Regions from separate parts of the Oncorhynchus mykiss genome. Here region 2 is linked to region 1. The links are chromatin contacts, called in public Hi-C maps. All regions are on one chromosome and are shown on one strand. The core of a region is the stretch at or near the end of the contact, and the rest is flanking DNA. Distances in the headings are between cores, read along the strand shown. Region 1 overlaps LOC110506262 (protein strawberry notch homolog 2). Region 2 holds the start of LOC110506262 (protein strawberry notch homolog 2).

The links. Hi-C and Micro-C count contacts between places; a contact is called where the count stands out from the background.
Region 2: a contact with region 1 is called in a Hi-C map of liver, with 4 times the contacts expected there. The contact joins the promoter of LOC110506262 here to the enhancer-like site in region 1. A contact is called at or near these places in 2 of 3 Hi-C or Micro-C datasets (blood and liver).

What each region holds. Positions count from the first base shown.
Region 1 is chr1:20,370,500-20,375,236 of USDA_OmykA_1.1, forward strand. LOC110506262 (protein strawberry notch homolog 2) reads right to left here. Exons shown (of 29, transcript XM_036967004.1): 22 at 4,715-4,737; 23 at 4,451-4,559; 24 at 4,149-4,364; 25 at 3,743-3,837; 26 at 2,377-2,469; 27 at 1,624-1,755; 28 at 1,075-1,342; 29 at 1-391. Among protein-coding and RNA genes, the nearest start is that of LOC110505853, 11 kb to the left of the region's middle. Within about 2 kb of position 2,687, at least 1 of the 11 cell types and tissues checked has an H3K27ac peak or open chromatin away from gene starts, as enhancers often do. A contact at or near this core is called in liver, where this site is marked.
Region 2 is chr1:20,479,489-20,484,225 of USDA_OmykA_1.1, forward strand. LOC110506262 (protein strawberry notch homolog 2) reads right to left here and starts at 2,324. Exons shown (of 29, transcript XM_036967004.1): 1 at 2,151-2,324.

The DNA of each region.
Region 1 (4,737 bases), core at 1,437-3,936:
AGGGAGGGGAAGTGGTGGGGGAAATTGGAGAAGTGGGAGGTGGGGCTGGCCATGCTGGGGAGCTGGTTGACTGGACCGAGCTGGGGTTTGAGCTGTGAAGGCTTGACCTGTAGAGGATTGGCCTGGGCCAGGCTCAGGCGCTGGGTCTTGAGGCCCTGCGACAAGTTCTGGTTGTTGAAGCTGTGGTTCAGGGTCTGTCTCTGGCTGTAAAGCTTGGCCAGCAGGTGTTGGTTCTGAAGCTGCCGCTCCTCGGCTAGCCGCTGCTCCTGGGCTCGCTGCTGCTCCTGGGCGCGCTGCTGCTCCTTCTCCTTGCGCCTTCTCTTCACCTCCTCGTCCATTTTGAGAAGTTCCTGCCGCACTCGGGCCACACAGTTCTCTGGGATCTTGATACCTAGGGGAGAAAGAGAGGGTATTATGTTTTAGTTTTTTTACCCCTTTTTCTCCCCAATTTTGTGGTATCTAATTGGTAGTTACAGTCTTGTCTCATCGCTGCAACTCCCGTACAGACTCGGGAGAGGCAAAGGTCGTGAGCCGTGCGTCCTCTGAAACACAACCCAGCCAAGCCGCACTGCTTCTTGACACAATGCCCACTTAACCTGGAAGCCAGCCGCACCAACGTGTCGGAGGAAACACTGTACACCTGGTGACTGTGTCAGCGTCGCCCGGACCGCCACAGGAGTCACTAGTGCGCGATGGGACAAGAACATCCCTGCCGGCCAAACCCTCCCTTAACCCGGACGACGCTGGGCCAATTGTGCGCCGCCCCATGGGTCTCCCGGTCGTGGCCGGCTGCAACAGAGCCTGGACTCGAACCCAGAATCTCTAGTAGCACAACTAGCACTGCGATGCAGTGCCTTAGACCACTCGGGAGGCCACGAGAGAATTATGTTTACATTTGTTTATACAAGTCGATAATTTGGCTCAGTTGGTTGGAGCATAATGCTGTTGTGGCGTTTGATTTTGGCAACCGAAAAACTAATTTGTCAAGACATTCCCTCTGATTCCCTTTCACAGAACCACACTTTGGTGATGGTGTGTGTGTGTGTGGGTTGTATGGAGTTGTTTAGTACTCACCGACTTGCTTGTTACTATTTTTGGTTTTGAGGCGTACGATCTGAAGGATGCTGGAGCAGGTGATGTCAGAGACCACGTCAGCCACATACTTCCAGACGCGCAGTAGCGCACCACACAGCATGTGGTACTGGCGCAGACGCATTCCCTGCAGACACTCCTGACCCTCCTCGATCTTCTTACACTTCCCGTTCCAGTTAGCATGGCTACATTTCCCAAAGGAGAAGTTGAACTGGCTCTCCCAGCTGTCCTTGGCTTGGTCTGGAGTCACCTAGGATGGGAACACAACACACAAGTCTTATGTTAAAGTGTTGAGTGCTGGTTTTTATATTGTACCTTAAACAATACGCAGGACTGCTCTTCCTGTTTCACTATTGTTTATTCCACTAGAGGGCAGCATACACCACACAAAAAACATAAAACATTTCCTGCCAAACAACAAAGACAAATCTTGTTGCCATGCGAGTGGAAACCTTCTATTGTGTGCATGTCAGTGTGTCTGTGTGTGTGTCTGTCTGTGTGTGTGTTGGTGCGTGTCAGACTGAGTCATACCTTGCGGTAGCGTAGCTGCAGGTTGTCCAGGCTCTCTGGGTGGGCCTGCTTCCCGATGTTGGGCTTGTAGACGATGAAGTTCCTCCCTCGACCCTGCTCCGCCAGCAGCACACACGGGTGGTTCCCCCGCAACTGAGGAAACCATAGGAGATGGGAATGTCTTTAAAGTTCTGTAAAATACTTTCATGTGTTTTCCTCTGGCCACGATTGAACTCCATCTGTACAATTGTTTTAAACCACAAATAAATCAAATCAAAAAAGAGGCGGAAGATTTATAGTGAGTTCAACTGGGAACCTGGCAGTGTTGAAGTGTTTGCCTGGTGGGACTATAGAAGACTGTCATTTCATTGTTGAATTGTATTATGAACCAAGTGGATTTAACTACAGTATAATTAAGAAAACTCCACATCAGGAAGGAAGAGGCTGTGTATATTGTTCACTCAAGCCACTACAATTAATACTGAACAAAATCCTAGTTAAACTCCTTCTTTAGGTTCATAACATGTATACTTTCATCCTACTCCCTTGATGTGCAATGAAAGAGCCACACTCCAGAGAACAGAACAGAGGCACCTGGACCCTTCTGATGTCATTCACCCCTGGGAAATAGCCAGTCTGAAAGCTGTTCTAGCTCTGCTTGAGCCCTGGGGAGGTACAGGTACTCACAGTATCATACGCTTCCTGGTACGTCTGTGTGCGTGCTGGGACATGCAGAGTGTCTCCCTGTGCTCTACGGTAGCCAGCTAGACTCACCTTGTGTGAGAGGTAGAAGCCCTCGTCAGGACTGTTGAGGTTCTGGACTTTCTCATAGGCCTCCTCCCAGGGCATACCTCTGTCCACGCTGATCTATAGAGGTGACATGCAGAGGATAAGGGTTAAAGGTTAGAGGTCAGAAAAGCTGCCCTATGGGAGAACACTATGCATGAATACCCACTGTGGGCACGATTCAACATTCCCAACACATACGCGGAAATCTGTGCGGGAACACACACATACACAGCTCTTTGTATCCTCTTTGTATCAGGGGCTCAGAGGCCAGCCAGGGGGGTTGGCATGAGTTGGGAGTCTACATGTGCTTTATCGGTCCTGGCTGTGTTGGCTAAAAATGTACACTCTAGGTTATCCTGCAGTGACGGCCAGGCAAGGCAGGGAGCCGAAGACACCAGTAATGATCATTTTTCAGCATTCTGCTACTCTCCCTCCATCTGGCTAAATATGATGTTCACCATCCAACCACAGGCAGCTGAAATGTCAACATTTTAAATCTCGGTATACCTGCTTGTGCAGAGCAATTCATTATTTTTGAGGTTGGTTCGGTGTCGGTTCAATTCTGAAAAAATAATTGCTGTTTTCGATTTCAACAATATATATATATTTTTTTATTCATTATTAAATAATCACATAAAAATTATTTTTGAGATTTTTAATGGAAATTCCAGAGCAAGGAAATAGTTAACATTCAATTACCAAAACATAGAAAATAGGAAACATTTTACTTAGTTTCATTTGAATTAATTTTGAATTCCTTAAAGTGATCATCTGCCTGTAGCAGTCAGCCCATCTAATGTTATCTCTGTGCTTCCCATACTGCACTGCAGGGCTGTAAAACTCATTCCATGGAGGGGAGGTTTTTGGTTGCCCTAGACAACCAGGTACGGGGAGTTCCATACTAATTAGTGACCTTAATTCATCAATCAAGTATAAGTAAGGAGCAAAAACCCGCAGACACTCGGCCCTCCGTGCAATGAGTTTGACACCTGTGCTGTACTGTCTTTAGTCATCCTTTTTAGCTAGGCTAGTCTGCCCATGTATGCTGCAGAGCTGTCTGACAAAATAATTTGACTAGTTTGACATTATATCACCTCTCTGGCTGCGTATGCAGGAAACACTGCTTTCTTGTTGTTTCACAGCAATGGTGGGTAGTGTTTAAAAATATATATATCACTAGCTTTAGTCTTATTGAAACTTGACCTATTTTATCTATTTTTCAGACCAGAGAACCAGCAGCACTCATTTAGTTACAAAACAAAGATCAACATGAAAATCTATATGAGGTGCCTGTCAAATATAGCGAGACAATTTGATTGTACAATAATGTACCAGTGTACCACGGGAGTACCTTGTAGAGCACGACCTGTCCGTCCTGGGGGTTTCCAACTGTCATGAAGGTCTCTTGCTTCTCCTCGTAGATTTCATCGTTACCTGGGGCCAGATCTGACAGAACAGGACACATAGTTCTAGTCAGGAGACATACCTAGCATCTCTATACAGATGCTCGGTACCATACCAAACCATCAGCCTCATGCTGCTGTTCATGGAAAGACATTCTAGGAAGGCCAAATGAAGTAGGCAGGTAGATTTATTTTAATATATGGAGGAGTATATACTGTATGGCGTAGTAGTCCCATACAATAGAATGCAGCCTTTTGTTCTAATAGTGTGGAGAGTTATTTAGCTTTACAACCTATGGGAAAGGGCACCATTTTATTCAGTCATGTTTTAAGTGTGAGTGTTGGACTCCATACCTAGGATTCCCATGTCGTATTTGCCCTCCTTTTTGTCCTTCTCGATCAGGTAGTCAAAGTTGTCGGTGAAGTACTGGAACAGAGAGTTCTGCTTGTGGACCTCCAGGCCCAGGATCCTGTTGAGGAACTTGGTGATGCTGCAGTCTTTCTCAGTGCTGAGACCAAACCGTGGCTCCTTGCAGAAGATACCCACGTCCATCATGCCATGCTTCATGTCTGAAACAGGTAATATAACAATTATTTCAATGTAGCTTTGGACTTGCATAATGTTTGGGACAATTTCCTACATGCACTCAACATACCTCTGAAGAACAGAGCATCACCCCCGGGGTAACCTTTGGGAGGGGACACCTTGCTCTCGATGTGGCCCAGGATGGCTTTGGTGATCTTATCCAGAGCCTTGGTACCGTACTGCAGAAACACACGGCAGGAAACCAGGTCATCTAACAGGTCAGCGCTCCCTCCCCCCAGAACCTCCAACACAACCAATGACACTTAATGCCAAATTGGGCTTCTGTACAAGAGGAAGCATGATCTTGCATGTAATAGTTGTAGCCAGCGCTGACCTTGTTTTCAAAGTTGTATTTGC
Region 2 (4,737 bases), core at 1,074-3,573, 110 kb after region 1:
GCCTGCAGGCATCGAAGGCAATTGTACTCTACTGGGAAGAAATTGTGAAGTGGCTACAGATTTGTAAGAGAACGGTCATTTGATTTTTTCATGAGCAATTATCCTTACTTGTGCCTACAAGGAATCAAGAGAATCTCAACTGCCAGCCATAAAAAACACTTGTGGTATCATGCCAGGCAGACACAAGAGCTAACATTTCTACAGCTAGGCCTATAAAGTTACACTGCAGTTGCACATAATACTCAGACAAGCAGGACTAAAGTTTAAGGGGTCAATGCCTCCTCACAGCTGTCAGTGATCTACAATCCAGGCAAGCTACAATGACACATGCATCGCCTCCTGCTCTTCCCCACTCCCCTCTCATAACACACATAAAGCTTCAGCACAATGCATGTGTCAACATTTCCCCTCTTCACAAGTCCAAACAGGGTAAAAATGTTTTATCAAAATTAGGGATGGAAAAATGCTTTCAGTATAAACTTAAACGACTAAAGCCAGATAGAGAGTATGTAGATGATAATGAGATCTTTATATATTTTTTTATAATATGATCTTTGAGAACTAACAATCACAAATAAAAGCTACAGTCAGGGAGAATTGAAAATCCCCAAAACAATGAATTTAGCAGATTTTGTTACTATGTTAGAGCAAAAGAAAACAGCATTAGCCAAAGCAAAATGCATAGAATTGCAGGAAATGTTCTTTAAAACAGCAACATTTTCTTTCAGCTCCATGGTAGAATATGTAGAATGGCAGGGAATGAGCTTAAAACGGCAACATTTTCCCTCAGCTCCACAAATGTTCAATGTGTTACCAAGATGGGGGCCTCTAAAATTCAGCTGCTCTGACCACACCCATTACTTAAGCCCCCTTTTGAGCCAGAAAAACCCCTGCAGACAGGTCTGGAACTGCATTGTGACTAGAGTCCATATGCCTGCTAGTGCCTATGGCCCTAAACATGCCACATTCACATAGAAAGGTATTTCAGCCAAACAAGAGATGTGCTGCCTTGCCTTTGACTGCCAGTGACTTATCATGCACCTCACAACTCCATAATTATGTGTGGGTTTGCATGTAACAAATTGAAATAAATTCTAAAACGTCTGTTTTCCATCTGAGCCTTATCAATCTATATTCTATTGGGATATGGTTGACTACTTTATATCCAACCTATCAAAAGTACTAGCTATGAAAAGAGAGATGTTAAATGTAATGTGAATTAGAGTTCCAAAGTTTACATTAAAAGAAAAGATGGTCACACTGTCCACTGATTCAGAAAGGATTAGGAAAGAAAGCGGGGATGTGAGGGCTATCAATATCACTATGAGAAAAAGGTATACTTTCAATGTGGAAAACCTGTTGTGTATTCTGTTAACTACATAACGAAAGGTTCAACCGACGATCATTCAAATACGCAATACCTAGCTAGCCACTTAATTTAAAAAAACGAACGCAGTTCTTTAGTAAAGTAAAGGCTTTACATGTATGGTTAGCGTAATAGCCAACAATACCATAGACTTCGTGTAAACACAAGCCTTAACGTTCGCTTTCTAGCTACTATAGTTATTTCAAATACTTTCCAGATATCTAGCAAATATAGTTAAGGTTGTCTTTAAATGCATGTCCGATAAATAAAATAAAGTTGCTTTGATGACAAATCATGTCGCTACAATGCCGGGAACTAGCTATGCTAGCTAACTAAGCAGTACAAAAATATTTAGGGGAAATCTTTGGTACAAAGGCAGAGATAGCTAGCTAGCTACCACTAGCCAAGCCAAGGTGCTCTCTGAGATAACTAGTTAGTACTAAAAGCGTAGCGGCTGGCTAGCGGCTGGCTAGACATAACGATAGTTAAACGAAGATTGAAAACTACAAAACAAAAACATACATTTGACAGCAATCTTTCAGTAGCATTCAAAATAACGTTAAATACCACTTAGCTACACGTTCACCAACGTTAGCTAGCTAAACAAATAGATGCTATCGAAGTGCGACGACTATTAGCTTGCCTGGCTACCAAGCTAACTATGTTGCTCAAGCTGCTTGAGAAGTCTTGAGTCGATCGAGCAGGGGATTGATAGCTAAGGTTAGCTGACGATGTGTCGTTCGCGCCGTGTTTACGTTTTACGAAAAGCTGAAATTAAACTTACCACGAATGTGTTTCTTATTCTGAATACAAGATCCGTTCGCAGTTATGTTTTCAATCGAATTATTGCTTTAAATGGACCAAAACAAGGAATTTGGTCCAACTTTTATTTTCAGTTGTTTCCTTCACTTCCTGATAGACGCCGCCATCTTGCAAGCAGATATTTCCTCTGCTGTCGTCACTCCGTATGTCACACAGTGGGATACTCCTGCCGCGTTCAATTGCTAGTCGGAACTAGGAAACTCGGAAACTTTACGACCTGCTAATTGGTTGAATGCGGCACGTGTATAACTAAAACCAGTTAGCGAGTCGTACATTTCCGAGTTGCCTTGTTCCGACTAGTATATTAACGCAGCATCAGAGATGTCGCTCATTCATGGTGCACTCAAGAAACTGGGAACTCGGAAAATACGCGGTCAAATAATGACGTCGTCGATCTTCAGATCGGAAAGTCGGAGCTCTAAGAGGTCCGAGCTCCGGAGTTGGATGAACACAATTAGACCCAACCAAATCACGAGAAAACAAAACTATAATTACTTGACACATTGGAAAGAATTAACAAAACAACTGAGCAAACTAGAATTATATTTGGCCCTAAACAGAGACTACACATTGACAGAATACCTGACCACTGTGACTGACCAAAACTTAAGAAAGCTTTGACTCTGTACAGACTCAGTGAGCATATCCTTGCTATTGAGCAAGGCTGCAGTAGGCAGACCTGGATCTCAAGAGAAGACAGGCAATGTGCACACTGCCCACCAAATGAGGTGGACTTCCTAACCTCCTGCCAAATGTATGACCATATTAGAGACACATATTTCCCCCCGATTACACAGATCCACAAAGAATTTGAAAACAAATCCGATTTTGATAAACTCCCATATCTACTGGTTGAAATACCACAGTGTGCCATCACAACAGCAAGATTTGTGACCTGTTGCCATTTTCTAGTGAAGAACAAACACCATTGTAAATACAACCCATATTTATGTTTATTTATTTTCCCTTTTGTACTTTAACAATCTGCACATCGTTACAACACTGTATATATACATAATATGACATGTGTAATGTCTTTATTCTTTTGGAACTTCTGTGAGTGTAATGTTTACTGTTCATTTTTATTGTTTATTTAACTTTTATATATTATCTACTTCCCTTGCTTTGGCAATGTTAACATATATTTCCCATGCAAATAAAGCCCATTGAATTGAATTGAACGTTCTCCAGTCGGAGCATTTCCCCCCCCCCCCCCCCCCCCCCTGATTTCCCAGTCTTCTTGAACGCACTGAAGTCGGAAGTTGGAGATTTCTGAATTCCGAGTTCCCAGTTGTTTTGAACGCGGCAATAGTGGCTTGAAGCTCGTGGATTGCAAACAGTATTTCTTACCTGCGGAAGTTACTGACGATTTAAAACAAAATAAATAGATAAGTGAGTACAGAATGTACAGCAATAAACATAGCCACCAATTGCATTTAATACAATTTAGTCAACTGAACCACAGTCTATCGCCCACCTTCGTAACATTCTCAGCTATTTTGAATAGGCCTATAGCTACATGAGTAAAACAAGGCTGGGACCAAGGTTTGTTTGACTAGGCTGGGACCAAGGCTTGTTTGACTAGGCTGGGACCAAGGCTTGTTTGACTAGGCTGGGACCAAGGCTTGTTTGACTAGGCTGGGACCAAGGCTTGTTTGACTAGGCTGGGACCAAGGCTTGTTTGACTAGGCTGGGACCAAGGCTTGTTTGACTAGGCTGGGACCAAGGCTTGTTTGACTAGGCTGAGACCAAGGCTTGTTTGACTATGCTGGGACCAAGGCTTGGGTGTTGTCAGACATGGCTCTCACATCCTCTCCTTTGGTTTCAAAATAGGCTACAGACAAATAAAATGTTACGTGTCGCATGCGCCTTGCCGTGAAATGTTTACTTACAAGCCCTTAACCAACAATGCAGTTTTAAGAAAATAGAGTTTAGAAAATATTTACTATAAACACAAAAAAAGTGTTACACCATTACACCTTATTCAGCTTCCTTAAAGCAATAACAGAGCCACACAAAAAAGTAATCTCTGTACCAAATAATAATCTTGTACAAAGTAGCCTCATATTCTTATACTGTACATTGAACAAAATTAAATGTTAATTCAGCATCAATACAGGCATGGAAACCATAATTAGCCCATAATATTAATACATTTATATTCCCATTAAGGTAAACTAAGAAGCAGATTTCGATGAACAGAGGAGCTGTGTGTGTATCATTTTCTGGTTTCTGTCATTTTGGCTGCTGAGTTATTGAATGATGCAACTGGAAGAGGTCCAATTGTTTCCAGTAAACACAGCCTTCCTTGAACAAAGTACCCATTTTCCCAACAAAGGGGTAGAATGAATTACAGGGTGAGGTTAATAGAGACCAATTAACAAGGGACAGACAAGGTGCACATTGCTTTGTCTGGACAGAGGTGTATCACCTCTTACTTTTGTAGTTGCTTCTGCTTCAGCAATTATAATAACGTGGGCCTGGATTGGGGTATAAAGTTTAGATTGCACATAAAAACAGATGCCAGTAAGTCCTTTACAAACCAAATG